Regions from separate parts of the Zea mays genome. Here region 2 is linked to region 1. A link is a contact called in public Hi-C data. All regions are on one chromosome and are shown on one strand. The core of a region is the stretch at or near the end of the contact, and the rest is flanking DNA. Distances in the headings are between cores, read along the strand shown. Region 1 holds the start of LOC103637187 (Transcription repressor OFP17). Region 2 holds the start of LOC103635708 (cyclin-A1-4).

What was found. Hi-C and Micro-C count contacts between places; a contact is called where the count stands out from the background.
Region 2: a Hi-C map of leaf shows a contact between it and region 1, with 7 times the contacts expected there. The contact joins the promoter of LOC103635708 here to the promoter of LOC103637187 in region 1. A contact is called at or near these places in 2 of 25 Hi-C or Micro-C datasets (ear and leaf).

Annotation. Positions count from the first base shown.
Region 1 is chr8:112,467,646-112,475,536 of Zm-B73-REFERENCE-NAM-5.0, forward strand. It overlaps LOC103637187 (Transcription repressor OFP17), which reads left to right and starts at 5,221. Exons shown (of 1, transcript XM_008659438.2): 1 at 5,221-6,277. The coding sequence starts at 5,244. The coding sequence ends at 5,924. It overlaps LOC103635706 (phosphatidylinositol/phosphatidylcholine transfer protein SFH8), which reads right to left and starts at 3,764. Exons shown (of 11, transcript XM_008658092.4): 1 at 3,668-3,764; 2 at 3,472-3,583; 3 at 2,544-2,696; 4 at 1,541-1,673; 5 at 1,377-1,454; 6 at 1,194-1,295; 7 at 1,061-1,110; 8 at 870-969; 9 at 678-779; 10 at 431-550; 11 at 1-273. The coding sequence starts at 3,764. The coding sequence ends at 82.
Region 2 is chr8:113,024,705-113,032,595 of Zm-B73-REFERENCE-NAM-5.0, forward strand. It overlaps LOC103635708 (cyclin-A1-4), which reads right to left and starts at 4,403. Exons shown (of 10, transcript XM_020543307.3): 1 at 4,176-4,403; 2 at 3,099-3,459; 3 at 2,911-3,014; 4 at 2,127-2,219; 5 at 1,896-2,029. The coding sequence starts at 4,352.

The DNA.
Region 1 (7,891 bases), core at 3,971-6,470:
ATAATGCTACTATTATACACCGTCTTCAATGGCCTTACTCTTTATTAAATGTTAACAAACAACTACAGGTTCAGAATTCATTTACCCGGAATGATAGGAAAATAAGATACCTAAATCATGAGGCCTTCTGTTGGTGGAATATTGCCTGAAATCAGCCATTTGTTTCTGCACCATTTCAGTAGTTCGTTGCACTCCATGGTAAAATTCAGGAACCATATCCGGGTGACTTTGATCATCGCAGCTCAAGTATGTTGCACAATCTGTGCCCTTTACCTTTGGTAGAAATAAATACGAAAAAAATCAATATAATGCAACATGCCATGGAGTCATGGACACAAGCAGGACAGCATGACCAATGTGGTTCATAAGACTAATAGCACAGGGAAAAGCAGACCCAACTGTAAGAACAAAGGCAGACAGATAAACTTACCTCCTCACGAACCAGAGTCAAGCAACCATAGCCTGAAACTTTATGAACAAATGATGGACCAAAATCATCAACATCGGATCCTGATTCAGCATTTGATGTATCGCTTAACATGCCCTGCCACTGAAAGAGGCAAATATTGTAGTAGTTTAGAACAAGAATCCAGAAAAGCAACCAGCTTCCTGAATTACTGAAAAGCAACCAGCTTCCTGAATTACTACTGATGAAGGCTGTAATTTTAGAATTTTACTTTCATCTGTTCCAACCGAAAGGAAGAGCTGCTTCTTTCTCCACCCTCAGAAACAGGTTTGGTGGTTTCCCTCATACATCCAGCTTCCAAATTGTGGATCAGCTACAAATAATATATCCTTCATTACATAGAAAAACAAGGACAGCATCTAGATGAATTATTTTCATGTAAACACGAAGCAGTAAAGGGTACCTTCAATATATAAGGATCATTCCATGGCCCTTTGTTCGATCCAAGGCAACCACCCTTGTCACTACATGTGCATGAACCACCAAGGAATTCTGGCAACTCACTGAGAAAATACAAGCATTATTAGTTATTACAGGTTGAGGGCTGAATCTTATGAAGAGAATGGGCTATGCAACCCTTGAATACAAACCTACCTCGAATCTATTACTTCAAGAAGCCTACTCTGGTAGTTCGAACCGAGCACCTAAGTAAGAAGAAAAAGAAAACTAAAGATTGCGATACCAAACAAGTTAGCACTAAGGATGGTATATAAATGCTGGAACTCACATGAATCTTGGATGAAGTTTTTGGGTCAAGGAAGCCCTTCACACTGTTCCAGATCCACTTGAATCCACTGCCAGCGTTCACAACAAACATTTGGTGGAGTGTCTGCATTTATAACATTTTACTTGATTGGATCACCAGGCAAAAGTCCCAACAACATAATACCCCTTCAAAAAGTATAATTACCTCAGGATAATAATCGCTATCAATCTTCTGCATTCGGTTTACAAGTTCTCTAGCAGTCCTGGAAAAATTCTTAAACCCCTGCAGAATACAACCAGATTAAAAAAACTACATACAGAACAGATCTGTGTTCTGTTCGCACAGCTCAAACTGAATCGTTCACCTACCACACCCTGGACGTCCAAGATGGTAGTGGTGGAGTCAATGTGCCTCTTAGCAGCCAATGTGCAGGCAGGGAACCTCTCCCTGAAGGCCCTATCAAACTCCTGGACATGGTACTTGATGTAGCGATCCATCTGACTACACATAGGCCAGTGGAAACATGGCCGCACATAGTCACACACACATGAACAATCAGCAACATTGTATCTCCTACCAGGTTCCCAGATGTGACTTAGAATTGAGTTGTTACTATGGGAATTGAGTTGCTTTTATTACAACAAATAAAATCCATGTGCCACAAAAAGCTCTAAATATTACCGTTTTCTACACAAACAACAATCCAAACTCAATTCATTGGTGCACATAAGGCGCTGCTTCCTGATGATGCTAGGAAGGGGCAACACCTTAAATCTTACAAGTACATGATATGGCTGAAAGTATTTGTTTAATTCAGATTTTATCCCAAAATACAAAATGGAAGGACAGATGCACATCGTTGCTAGAACGCTAAAAATATCAGTTTAAAGGATCTGTAAAAGATATTTTTTTAATTTTCTCCCAGTTTGGTCTAAGTTCTGGTCATGAACACCATCTACGACATGTTTGCATGTACCAATAAAACATATCATCATTCATGATATCCAAAACAAAGTATTGAGACCTAAGTATTTCAATTTCTCCAAGGGTATAAAATCTCCTACAGAGATCAATTGAACACAACCCAGTCCAACAATTAGCATAATAAATATAAAAAGACAGCCCACCAGGACAAATTCCTAAATGAGCTCATTGTGCAGTATGAATTTGGCAACGAAGATAGCAGATGATCTAGAGAAATATCCTACTGCATAGATGAAAGAAGATATAAATGTAAACACATTGTACAAGACAACATTATAAATTTGTGTCCCGTACAAGAAACCAAGGCAAGACCAACACAAACAACAAAACACCTGATTAATTATCCAACATCCTAAACCATGAAGATCAGTCAATCCATGTGTGTACCTCGTGACTTCAAATACTACCAGTACCACGAAAAGAGTAGTCTGAATAACAACATAAAGGTGATTCATGTCCTGCTGAAGGATACCTTTCCAAATTGGCCAATTGGCGCTCCATTCTGCATCTTTGATCTGGGTAGTATCTGCAAGCCTGCAACTGCAATATATGCAATGAAGCATTTAATATTCAGATTGGTTCAAACTCAGGTATTTAATATATCATTCCTGTAAACTGGAAAGCTACAACATGTGACAGATACAATGAACTGTACTATGAAACAGTGCTGATCATTCCAAAGTCAAGAGTCAGGAGATCACTTTTGCAGCTCTAACTCAACCAGAGGTTAAAAAACACTGAAAGTCTGAAACCTAGTGCATTGTAGACAGAGGCATCATTGAGTTTTGCCGAAACAAATGCTACACAAAAAGAAGGAACATGACTTAATTTACTAAACATGAGAATGGCAAATAAAGGCTACATGAGCGTATGAGCATTTACTTATTCAAGCCCAAAGCTGGTAGATAGAGAGGAAAAATAAAATGGACACCCTACTAACATAAATCCAACGGCATCATTGAGTTTTGCACGCACACACCAAAATCGATACCTATACTCTACAACAAACTACAGAGGGAAACAGAAACTCAGGTATTCAGGACCAAACACAACTAATTGGTATGTGTATTTCTTAGCAGCCATAACCTTCCAATCCATCTATACGACACTTGTGTTAAATGTAACTTACTAATAAGAACGGAATGAACGGTGGCAGTTCTATGATGGCTGGCTGAATCGAGAAGAACATGGAACAAAAAGGAAAGGAAGATGAATGGTGAATCCCACCTCCTGCTAGCTCTAGCTCCTAAAGCTCGTCAGTCGACGCACGGACACGGAGGCAGACTCCAGCTTGTCTTCAGCCAGAGATCATCGCCTCGCTTCCTGCTGCCACCACGACGCAGTAGGTCTTGTGGTGCCCTGCGCGCCCTCCGAGCACCACCACCGCCACAGCAATTCCCTAGCCGTGGCGCAACAGCTCGCCGCCGCTGGCGGTCGAAAAAGAGGAGATTACAAAAAGCTACAACCAGGAGGCGATGATCATCTGCTATCTTTCAGCTTGAGGAGATTACACATCTTGGGGACGTAGCCGGTGCAGCGCCACAGGGCGGCAGAAAAGGTCAGGGGCGCCGCGGAAAAGAGTGCCATCGCCCCCGCCAGGAAGCCCATGGACGTGGACGCGGGCTAGGAGCGGGACCTCAGCCCAGCGGCGGTACACGCGGCGCCCACTACTCCCCACTCTGCTGAGCGCCCGCGGCCGGCGCCCTCACGCCCACGCGGCTGGGCTTGGCGCCCGTGGCCGTGGCCGTGGCCGCCACTTCCAAGCTCACAGCTTGGCTCGAGCAAAGAGGTGAGTGATACGCCCTGCGCGAGTGCGTGGTAGGCAGCACCATGGCGCTGCACTGCTCCCTGCACGTGACTTGTTCGACGTTGTGGCTGCGAGCAGTGGCGCGGCCTGATCCCTGCTTTCCGAGGTCCCGTGCGCGCCTCGCAGGCCTAGCTCTTTCTGGCCCGCACCACCGGAGGCTCGTGCACACCGACTGCACGCGGGCGGGAACGAGCGACTCTAAGGCCGTGGGTGGGGTGCATTGCGGCCTCGAGCGCGGAGAGGCGGTGGTTCAAGGAGCCGAGGATGGTGACCATGCCGTTCGTGTTCCCCTGGCTTCGCCGCAGAGAGTCCCGCAGCATGATCCCCCACCGCGACAGCGCGTCCATCGCCTGCAGAGTCGCCACCGTCATCGCGGACATCGGGTCAAGAGCGGGCACTCCTCTCAGGAGAGGGCCGGGGAGATCTCGGCAGTCGGCACCGAGAGGAGAATGCGCCGGGGTCAGGGCGGCTGAGGCGTGGGCGGTGTGGTGACGCGGTATAGGCGACGGGGACGCGAGCGGGGGCCGGCTGCGGCTCGCTCGAAGGAGGGGTTGTGCGGCAGCTCGAGCGCCCTGCGACCCGCCGGCCTTCTGTCGAGATCATCGGTCTAGGTTGCGTCGGCGGCGAGATCGGAGCTGGGCAGTTAGGTGAGAGAGTAGGTGAGAGAGGGGGCGTGGGGAGGAGGGATGGCGGGTCATCGCCTCACGCCGCCGGATTTCGCGGGTCGTGGAGATGTGCTGCGGTGTAGCGGAGGGGTTCGCGGCAGCGGGCGAGCGGGCCTGAGGGCGTGCGAGATGCGCGGCGGCGGATTTCGCGGTGGGCGTGGGATTGCGCGGGGCCTGGCAGGCGTGCGGCAGCGGGGGAGGGGGGCGTTGGGTAGCGGCGGGGGCGGTCTACACTAAGGGCTTAATAGTTGTAGAGATATGAACTAAAATGACTCACATTGATCTAATGACTGTCTTGTAGCTTAAATATATAATAATATGGATCATATATGTGTGCAGTGCAGGCACTCACGTTCGTTATTAAACGGCTCATATTAGGGTAACGACTACTTAGTGGCACCCCATTCTTATGGCACATAATAATGCTACCCAGTACGTGTCCCAGTTCATATGACATATAATGCTATATATATTCGTACGTTCGTGCACACCACATCGCTGCAACGACGAGGAGCTACGCACGCAGTCAATGAGTCAACCATATATATATATATATATATATATATTTACGCATGCAGCTCAAATCATGCGGTGCCGTTCCAAATCAACAGTTTGATGCTGCGCGCCCATCACTTTCCAGTAGTGATGCGGGTTTCCTCGTCTCATAACAAATCGCCTTCCTGCGTGACGTGCGGCATCCTCGCGCCATGCCGGCGTGCACTCACGCGGCTGTTCCGCGTCCCGGCGCCGGCTAACCTCTCCATCAGGGCCTTCCGCTTCCGTAGCCTCCGGAAGGCAGCGACCAGGATGAGCCCGCGCCGCCGTCGCCGCCACAGGACGTTCCGGTCGGTGCGCGCTGTCTTCTGGCCGCTCGTCCCGATGTCGACCGCGCCGGCGACCTCTACAGCCGAAGGCGAGGCCGCGCGTAGAGCAGCACCGGCACCCGCACCGCAAACAGTGGTGCACGAGACTCCGGTCATCGCAGTCGCACCGGTGTCGTCCACAGAGACGCCAGCGTACATGAAGGTGGTGGCGCGGCTGCGGTCGGAGAGGATAGCTGCTAGGGGAGGCGGAGAGGACGAAGACAAAGAGAAGGAGGAGGAGGAGGAGGAGGCGTGCCGGAGCTTCGAGAGCTATCTGATGGAGATGCTGGTGGAGGAGGGGAAAGCGAGGGACCTGAAGGACGTCGAGGAGCTCCTGCAATGCTGGGAGCGGCTCAGGTCACCAGTCTTCATCGAGCTGGTGTGGTCCTTCTATGGCGAGCTCTGCAATGACCTGTTCCACGCAAGGGGTTGACGAAGTTGACATCGAAGGCGGCGGCGGCTATGGCTCCGAGTCCATGTCCACTGCTTGATCACGTAGACACGTACTGCTCAAGAATCTGCAGGTTGCATCATCTCATCGACATTATGTAAATAGTACTGTACTAAGACCATGTTCCTTCTAAACCTCTAGAGTTAATTGTTAATCAGCTAATATGTTATTAGCCAGTTTTAGCAATTAGTTGCTAAGGTTTAGAACACGGTCTAAGTTACACTAAGATGTTCTGTAATATATCCACATACCCGCGGCTTTCTATCGCATAATCATTTGTGTATAATCAGCGAGACAAAGATCTGGGATTGATTGATTCATAGTCCCTACCGAAATCTGTTTTTTGTCGAGTGCCAAATAATTTGTCGAGTGTTTTTATCAGGCACAAAAAAAACCAATTGGTAAAAAAACACTCGGCAAAATTTTTCTGTGCCGACACTCGGCAAAGAGTTTCTTTGCCGAGAGTTTTTTTTGACACTCGGCAAAGAGCTTTTTTACCTAGTGTTTTTTCAACACCAAGTAAAGATAATTTAAAAATCGCATTTTGAAGCAGTAAATTAATTCAATTGAAAAAGTTTTCACCTATAAATTTATATAACTCATCAATATATACAATTTATATTTTGGTCAATTGTTCATATGACAAAATAAAAGTAAATTTATTTATAAAAACTATATCTCTCGTAGTTTATAAAACTACACAAGAGATGTATAAAATTTGTGAATAGTGTTAGAACCAACATATGAGACGAATAAATGACCAAACAACCAAATATAAACTTTGTAGATCATTATAAGTTATAGAATTTTATAGTTGGCAACGTTTTTTATTTAAGTCATCTTGTCAACGAAAACTATGTCTTTTAAAAATTTAAAATTAGAATTTTTAAAATGACCTCAAAATGAAAAAACCCATCAAAATGAAAGTTGTAGATCTTAAAAAGTTATGAAACTTTGTAGTTGACAACATTTTTGTTTGAAATCATCTTGTCATACAAAACTTTGTTTGAAATTTAAAATTCGAATTTTTCAAATGACCTCGGATGGAAAAACCACCAACATAAAAGTTGTAGGTCTTCAAATGTTACGAAACTTTATAATTGATATTTATTTATTTGAAATCATCTTGTCATAGAAAAATATGTTTGAAGTTTTCAAATTTGAAATTCAAATTTTTTTAAACGACATCGAATGAAGAAACTATCAATATGAAAGTTGTAGATCTTGAAAAGTTATACAACTTTATAGTTGAAAATATTTTCATTTGAATTATTTTAGTGTCTCAAATAATTTATTTACTTTCAGTTTGTTATAATACATGGGGAAGAAAAACGTAATATAGACATTAGTGATATAGTGATGTATTGGTAGAGGAGATTGCGCGTGAGAGAGGTTACGAGTTCGAATCTCACCGATCACAAAACAAGTGAATTCAGTTCAAGTTCAAAAAAATGATGAAAATGGATAGGATGATGGATAGGGCATTGGTGATGGTTGTGTTTGGTGGGAGTGTTCCCCTAATTAAAAAAATTATTGTTTTGGATTTTTTTTTACAAAACACGTGAATTCAGTACAAGTTCAAAAAATGATGAAAATTGATAGGACGATGGATAGGGCTCTTGTCATGGTGGTGTGTATGATGGTGGCATCAAGGATAATGTTGGGGCCTGGTACCAATGCACCTGTAAACTGGAACTCAAAAAATCGTATATGGGATGAGCCATCATTGTTGGTTGTAGTTAAAACCAATAGTGATACTAGTATATCGCTGTAGTTTCCATGTACAACTAAGGGCATGTTTGATTCCTTTTATCTAGGGGCTAAAGTTTAGTCCCTACCCTGTTTTGTTTTAGGGACTAAAAGTATTCAAAGCGCATTAAATGAATCATAAGAGGACCAAAATACCCATTAGAATTGTCCCGCTATTAGTGCAATTAAATAAAGGAGGA
Region 2 (7,891 bases), core at 3,153-5,652, 560 kb after region 1:
TTTTCCATGCACTACTATCCAAGACTAAATTTTTAGGTATATTTTATTCTTTGAAGGTTACTTTTACTGCCTCTTTCCATATTAACTTCTGTCTTTCTCTTCCTCACTTCTCATTGCTATCGTGCCTTAGGATCTCAATATGAGTGTCTCAGGAGGTCTCCGTTGGACATGTCCAAACTATCTCAACCGACGTTGAATAAAATTTTCTTCAATTTGTGCTACCCCTAATCTATCATGTATATCATCATTTCAAACTCAATTCCTTCTTGTATGACCACAAATCTAACGCAACATATGTATTTCGTAACACTTATCTACTGAACATGTCATTTTTGTAGGCCACATTCTACACCATACAACATAGCATGTCTAATCATCATTTTATAAAAATTGTCTTTTAGCTTCTGTGGTGGTACCCTCTTGTCATATAAATCACTTCATCCACCTTGTTTTGATTCTATGGATAACATATTCACCAATATCTCATAGAATTGATCCTAAATACTTAAAGGTGTCCTTCCTGAGCACTGAGCACTGCTTGACATTCCAAACTAACATCTCCTTCCTCATGTGTAGTAGTGCCGAAATCGTATCTCATGTATTCCATTTTAGTTTTACTAAGTCTAAAACCTTTGGATTCTAGAGTCTCTCACCAAAACTCTATTCCCTATTTATTCGTACTCGATTTTCATCAACCAGCACTACATCATCAGCAGAAAACATACATCAAAGGATATCCCCTTGTACGTTTATTGTGATCCTATCCATCACCAAGGCAAAAAGGTAAAAGCTCAAAGTTGATCCTTGATGTAGTCATATTCTATTAGGAAGTTATTTATGTTCCCATCACTTAATCAAGCACCAACCACAACAATTTTTTACATTCCTTAATGAGTTCACCTTACTTCGTCGGAACTTTATGTTTGTCCAAAATTTATCATATAACATTCATTGGTATTTTATCATAAGTCTTCTCCAAGTCAATGAAAACTAAATGTAGTTCCTTATTTTATTCCCTATACCGCTCCATCATTTGCCTTATTAAAAAATGGCTTTCATGGTAGACCTTTCGAGCATGAAACCAAATTGATTCAAAAATATTCTTGTTGTTCCTCTTAGACCATGCTCGATAACTCTCTCCTATAGCTTCATAGTATGATTCATCAACTTAATTCTCTGGTAGTTAGTATAGCTTTGAATATCTCTTTTATTCTTGTAGATCGGTATCAATATACTTCTCCATTCGTTAGACATCTTGCTAAGATATGGTTGAACAACCTGATTACTGATTAGTCATACTATAGCTATGTCCTCGAGGCATCTCTATACCTCAATTAGGATAACATTAGAGCTTATCACCTTACCCTCTCTAATCATTTTCAATGCTTCTCTAACCTCATATTCTTCAATCATCATATGCACAAAGCGCCTATTGGTGTCATCAAAGAAGTCATCTAACTGAAAGGTTGTGTCCTCATTCTCCCATTGAACAATTTGTCAAAAAAAAAACTCGCAATACAGGTCTGATCTTATCATGCTTCACCAAGAGGTGCTCCATTTCATCATTAATGCACATAACTTGGTTGAAGTCCCTTGTTTTCTTCTCAAGGACCCTAGCCATCCTATATATGTTTCTATCTCCTTTCTTCGTACTCAACTGTTGGTAAAGATCCTCATACGCCCTACCTTTTGCTACACTTATAGCTCGCTTTGCAGTTTTCTTTGCTACCTTCTACTTCTCTATGATGTCTACACTCTTGCCATGATACGGATATGGTAGCATTCTTTCTTCTCCTTCATTGCCCTTTAGGTTTTCTTGTTCCACCCCCATGTATCTTTAGCACAGAAAAATATAAAAAATAGAAATAGACTAAAATGAATTAATTGGATCTTACGCAGCTATAAGCAAGCAAGCAACACCAACTAATTGCAGTCTGTGCCGACTGATCTCTTTGACAGAAAGATAACGGTCAATGTAATTGACAGTGAGGTATAAGGTTTCAGGAACAAGACGATATTCTTCTGTGACCTGAATTGAGAAAAGGCAATATGACAAACATCAAGAGGTCATTATTGATTTAAATAGCTGTGAAAACATGTATTCCTTTCTAAGAGGAAAGGCTTACTTCTACAAGCCAGTCTATTAATATTGCCCTCATGGTTTTGCTCATATCTGTCTGAGTGGTTTCCAAAAAGTTTGTTGGAGGCATTTTCCTAGTCTGCAAGAATAATACAACAGGGTAAATGCAGGCAGCAATTGCCCCAAGGAGGCAAGTGGATAACTAGGAGCAACCAAACACAAACTTCACCAAAGTGGGATATTATGTGCAAACAATATAATGTCCTGCAACACAAAAACACCATTTTTTTACATCAAGAAACTGCTAAATGGAATGTAGAGTTGCATGAATCATAATGACAAACAAATCCAGCCACTGTATAGATCCTCGCCATTTATATTGGCGCCGAGACGTGTAATCTCGGCGCCAATAATGATGGCGCCGAGGTAAGGGTCCATTTTCTGAATTCAAATCAAAAAGGGTGTAATTGTGAAAATCTTTCGCAAAAAGGATCAAAAAGCATAAAATACGGTATAGAGGTGTGAGTAAACCATCTACTCAGCCTAACACATTGTAGAACACTAAGAATTGCATGCTCTGTTGATATTAGCACTCCAGCTATAACTTGATGCTCAGTACTTAGTAACCAGGTTCCCAAATCGATGGGTCGAGGAACGGAAACGTGGTACGTGGTACGATACTTAAAAAAGATTTTAACACTACGGGAGCGAGATTGTTCCTACGTTCCCGAAACGGAACGAGAAACGTGGGCAAGTTTCACGTTCCTGGTTTCTAAGGCTTGGTATGCAGATTTATATCAAAGGCAAGAGAATGAGCAAAAATATATCACCTCAGCCTCTCGCAAGCTCTCGTAAATTTCACAGGCAAGAGTTGTAGAAAGTCGTGGATCCTTATAGGTGTAATGATTAGGACTATGTTTCCTCCAGTTGAATTCTGCAAGAATAAACAGGTCCTGTAAACCCAGCATCGCACGAAAATTCTAACCAGAACTGCCCCCATTTTGATTAGTAAACAAACCTGCAACATCCATACTATCAGAGAAATGAGGTCTATCACTGGCCCACCAATGCGAAGAAGATGTCATTGAGGGGTCGTCATTATTATTGAGGTACTCAACATCAGAGCTTTCTGTTGAGTTGCATGTTGACATAGCATCCTCCATGGAGACCGAGCAATCCTGAGACAGGCCGGGTGAGCTGCAACCTGTTGATACAACGTCTGGCACAGAAGGAAGAGATGTGTTCTTCTGAAGAAGTGATACTGCCTGATCAAACTGTTCAGAGGCCAGCCTTCTGCTAGAACCCCGTTCCGTGTTCACATTGCGCAGGCAAGCATAGGATCCTTTCTTAACATCATCTGGTTTGGTAGAACTCAATTTCTGTAGTAAGAGGAAACTATAACGTATTAACGTTGTCTATTAAAGTTGTTCAACTGAACGATTACAATGACAAACAGAGAGCTACATAAGCAATTAAGCATATAAACTTCACGAGGGAAGCAATATATTAGTAACAGAATATTCGAAACAGTGCAGTGCATATGAAACGCCAGTATCTCTGGAACTGAAACACCCAGCACCCCAAAAACTATGAAAAACCTAAGTTGCGATTGCAAGTTGCTCGATTCCGAAAACACCAAAACATCTCTTATGACACCACGAAATACAATATATTACCAAAATACCTTATGATACAACGAAATACAATATACTGTCTTAAGACCCGTGGAACAGAAGTATTTCATCGAACAAGGCAGCCAAATAAAAAAGAGAAGGAAAATCAATATCTCCAAAAGACATCAGCAAATGTTGTTAAAATGATCGAGAAAATGCGGAACTAACATGTGCCGTTATTAGATCAAATGGATCGAGAAGAGTGCAAAGCGGCATAAACCCTAGAAATGCCACGCCAAATTAAACTGAAGCAATTGAATTGATCAACACATTTCCCTGTACGGGTGTACCACAACTCATGGCAAATTCCTACGCGTGGCGTGGCCCCCTCCTACGAGAACCAAAGCGACGAACCTACCGGAACGGATCCATCAGATAAACCTTACGCTCCGATCGTGCGAGCGCGCAATGAGTAGCCGTACCGCATCGGACGCAGAATTCGCCGCGCCGGACCCCCAGCTGCCGCGGAAGACGTTAGTGAGGTTCCCGAGGGCGACGCGCTTGCCGGACGTCACCACTGCCTCCTTGGCGCCCCGCGCGCCGGTGTTCTCCGCCATGGCCGACGCCGATGAGCGGCGCCCTGCTGCCCAGCAAGACATTTCGGGAGAGTCGGTGCGGAAGTGGTGAACTGCCGCGGTTGTAATTTTTCTTTATTTACAAATACATGGCGGTGCACCAAATTTTTTGCATTTTGACCCTTCCTCGAAAAAAATCACGTTTGGACCCTAGAAAATTTTAATGTCATTTTTGGACCTTTTTCTCGGCGCCATAGCCTATGGCGCCGAGGTAACACAGCTCGGCACCATAGGCTATGGCGCCGAGGTACGTGTTGCGCTGGCACAAACGGACGTCGTGGCGCCGACGTGGCACCGAGCTCGGCACCATAGGCTATGGCGCCGAGGTACTTGCTGCGCTGGCACAAACGGACGCCGTGGCACCGAGCTCGGCGCCATAGATCTTGGCGCCGAGCTCAGTTGTAAATACACAAAGTCTGTCTAGCTCAGTGGGTAGAGTACAACGCTCTTAACCTTGTGGTTTGTGGGTTCGAATCTCATAGTGGATGTTCAATACTTTTTTTCTTTATCACTGATTTATTTTTTTGTTGTCTAGATTTTTTTTGTTTATGTCGCTATAGTACATTTTAAAAGTCCTAAATAACATTCACCCTCTTTATTTTAAATTATAATTAATATAAAAATAATATACATAAAAAAACTATATAAAGTTATTGTATTATTCTCTCCGTCCAAGAAGAATGTAACTCGGTGCAGTTGCATGCTCGCTAGAATCCAAGATCGCAAATGGTTTTTTTTGGGTATATCGCTGCTTTGTCGAGACATATACGTCCGTACACGTACATGCATGCTTTGCTAGCCTGTACGTGTCGACAAATCAGCGCGGTCGACGCCAGCACAAAACAGCAAAACGCATGGAGCAGCTGGTCGTATGCACACTTTTGAAGCGTCTGACGTTGGCCACATATAAGAGCAAACTCTTTGTATTCTTTGTAGCAAAGTTTTCTTCAATGGTTTTTTACATTGATTAATGATATATATATAGAGAGAGGTATCTTCTATTAAATTTTTTCTTTAACTAAAGATAGAAAACGAAAATAAGAACAATTTTTATAACATAAATAATATATATAAAATCTATTATATTGAAGGAAAGAAAGATATAGAAAATAAGAATGATTTAAATTTATAAAGAGTGTCAGAGATGTTTTTATTACAACGGTTGTGGGTCTCACGTCACATGCCTGTTGTATGCACGCATGCATGCAATGCAGCACGAGCCAGTACGTAGTAGTAGCCTCAGCTAGTGAGCACAGGGCGCCACGCAGTCCAACCAAATGCTGCTTTTTAAGATTATCTGTGTGCCCCAACCAATTGCCACCAAATCAAATTAAGTTCAGCCGCAATTTATTATGATCTGTCGGTCATCTCTCTTCGTTTTGGTAAAAGTAGCACAAGTAACAGGGCCATTTCAGTATGGGTAAAAGTAGCACAAACTAAAAGCGAGCACAAAAACAAAAAAAACTGGATGAAAAATAAATCTGAACGGACAACAAAAAAACAAATTAGTGACAAAAGGCAAAAGAAATGCCCACCATGGGGCTTGACTCACGACCACAAGGTTAAAAGCGTTGTATTCTACCAACTGAGCTACACAGACTTTATGTATTTACAACTGAGCTCGGCGCCAAGATCTATGGCGCCGAGCTCGGTGCCACGTCGACGCCACGTCGTCCGTTTGTGCCAGCGCAGCACGTACCTCGGCGCCATAGCCTATGGCGCCGAGCTGTGTTACCTCGGCGCCATAGGCTATGGCGCCGAGCAAAGGGTCTAAAAATAACATTAAAATTTTCTAAGGTCTAAACGTGATTTTTTTTCCGAGGAAGGGTCAAAATGCAAAAAATTCGGGGCGTTGCATCATATTTAATGATACGGTGGAACAGTTCTACGATAACCCAGAGTAACTAACTAATATAAAATAGATTCTCCTTAAAAAAGTAAATTTAAAATTAAAATAGATATAAGTTACACATATCACATATTAAACTGTAAATATTATTCTTGTCTTAGAAAAAAACCGAGAAAGATATAAGATATAAAAAAGATCAGACTCTTTTTTATAACTTAATCGGTCACTCGTTCTACTTCACCTAGTAAGGTATAACTAACCGAAATTGTTGTGATGTATGTGACTTAGTGTTATTAGAGATGAAAACGGGTACTTAAACCGAACTGTTACGGTAAATCTAATATTTAAAATAGATATGTATGAAATTTGATGCTAATTTTTTTGTTAGCAACCACATTACACAGATAAGAATAAAATTTCTCATAAATTGTTTTATACATTATCTACTCTCTACAACAAAAAAGATGAAAAGTTATCAGTGTCGTATTCGAATGGTACCGAATTTTATATCTAAAGAAAATATATGATAATCTTAAGGCTTGCTTTTTTATAAAACTTTACAAACTACTAAAAACAATAATATAAATTTACATATCAGATTTTATATTCTATTTATTCATAATCAAAGAAAAAAAAGCTAAAAATGGTATCTGAATCAGCATTCGTTTTCACCCGTTGGGCTTGTATGTTTTGTCACGGGCTATCTAAAAACAAGACGTGGGAAAGAATAGAATATGCTCTACACGTGAGAAGCGTGACGTATGAACTCATGCTTGAAAAAAAGTAGAGTTTTCTATATTTAGTGTTTAACATTAATTTTTAAAACATTCTATCTATATCGTCTAGGTTGATTTTTTTTATTTTGCCCTATATACCACTCTACTTTGGACCCATACGTAGGGCTCAGATTAAAAGCCAAAACTACCCCTAAATTATTACATATCCTGTATAGGGATAGGAACGTGTCGAGTAAAATGCGGATGATGCACTCGTGGTTATACATGAGATCCTAACTTTTATCGTTCGTAAGTATACATATATGTAAAAATTCAGATAGACAAAATACTAACCCTATTCGAGACCATTCAGGCTCGATGGGATCAGTTCCAACAATAATTGCTAGCAGATAGGATCAATAATCTTGCCTACTTTAGCACATTTTGCAGTAGATAAGAGTAGTAGTGCCACCTCCTCCATTTTAGTTGGCACACTGTATAACTATAGATTTCAGAGAAATCTAGGGCCAGTGTCTTTACCAGTATATATCACTAGTTCACCCACCCTAGGATGGCAACGGGGCGGGGACCACCCGCCCCTCGTTCACTGAAACTCATTCCTTGTCCCTGTCCCGTTTAGCTTAACAGGGACAAACCCATCTCTATCCCTCGTTCCCATGGATCTCCTTTTCCTGTTTGAGCCCCCATGGGGAATACTTCAACATAGAAATAAATATTCACTACATGATAATAATTACAAATATATCAATTATCAAAAGACATCAAATATATCACCATGGTCACGAAGTCCACCAGTACATCATACGTGACATGATTACACTGGGTGATGCACCAACTCAACAAAGGTGCACGATATCATAGTAGGGCGCTAAGTATCTTCCAAATGCTAAAAGCTCCAGCGAACACTAAGTGTCGGGGAAAAGATTCTCGGGCCCATAGGGCCCACGAGTCAGCAGAAGGACGAGGGAAGATCCACC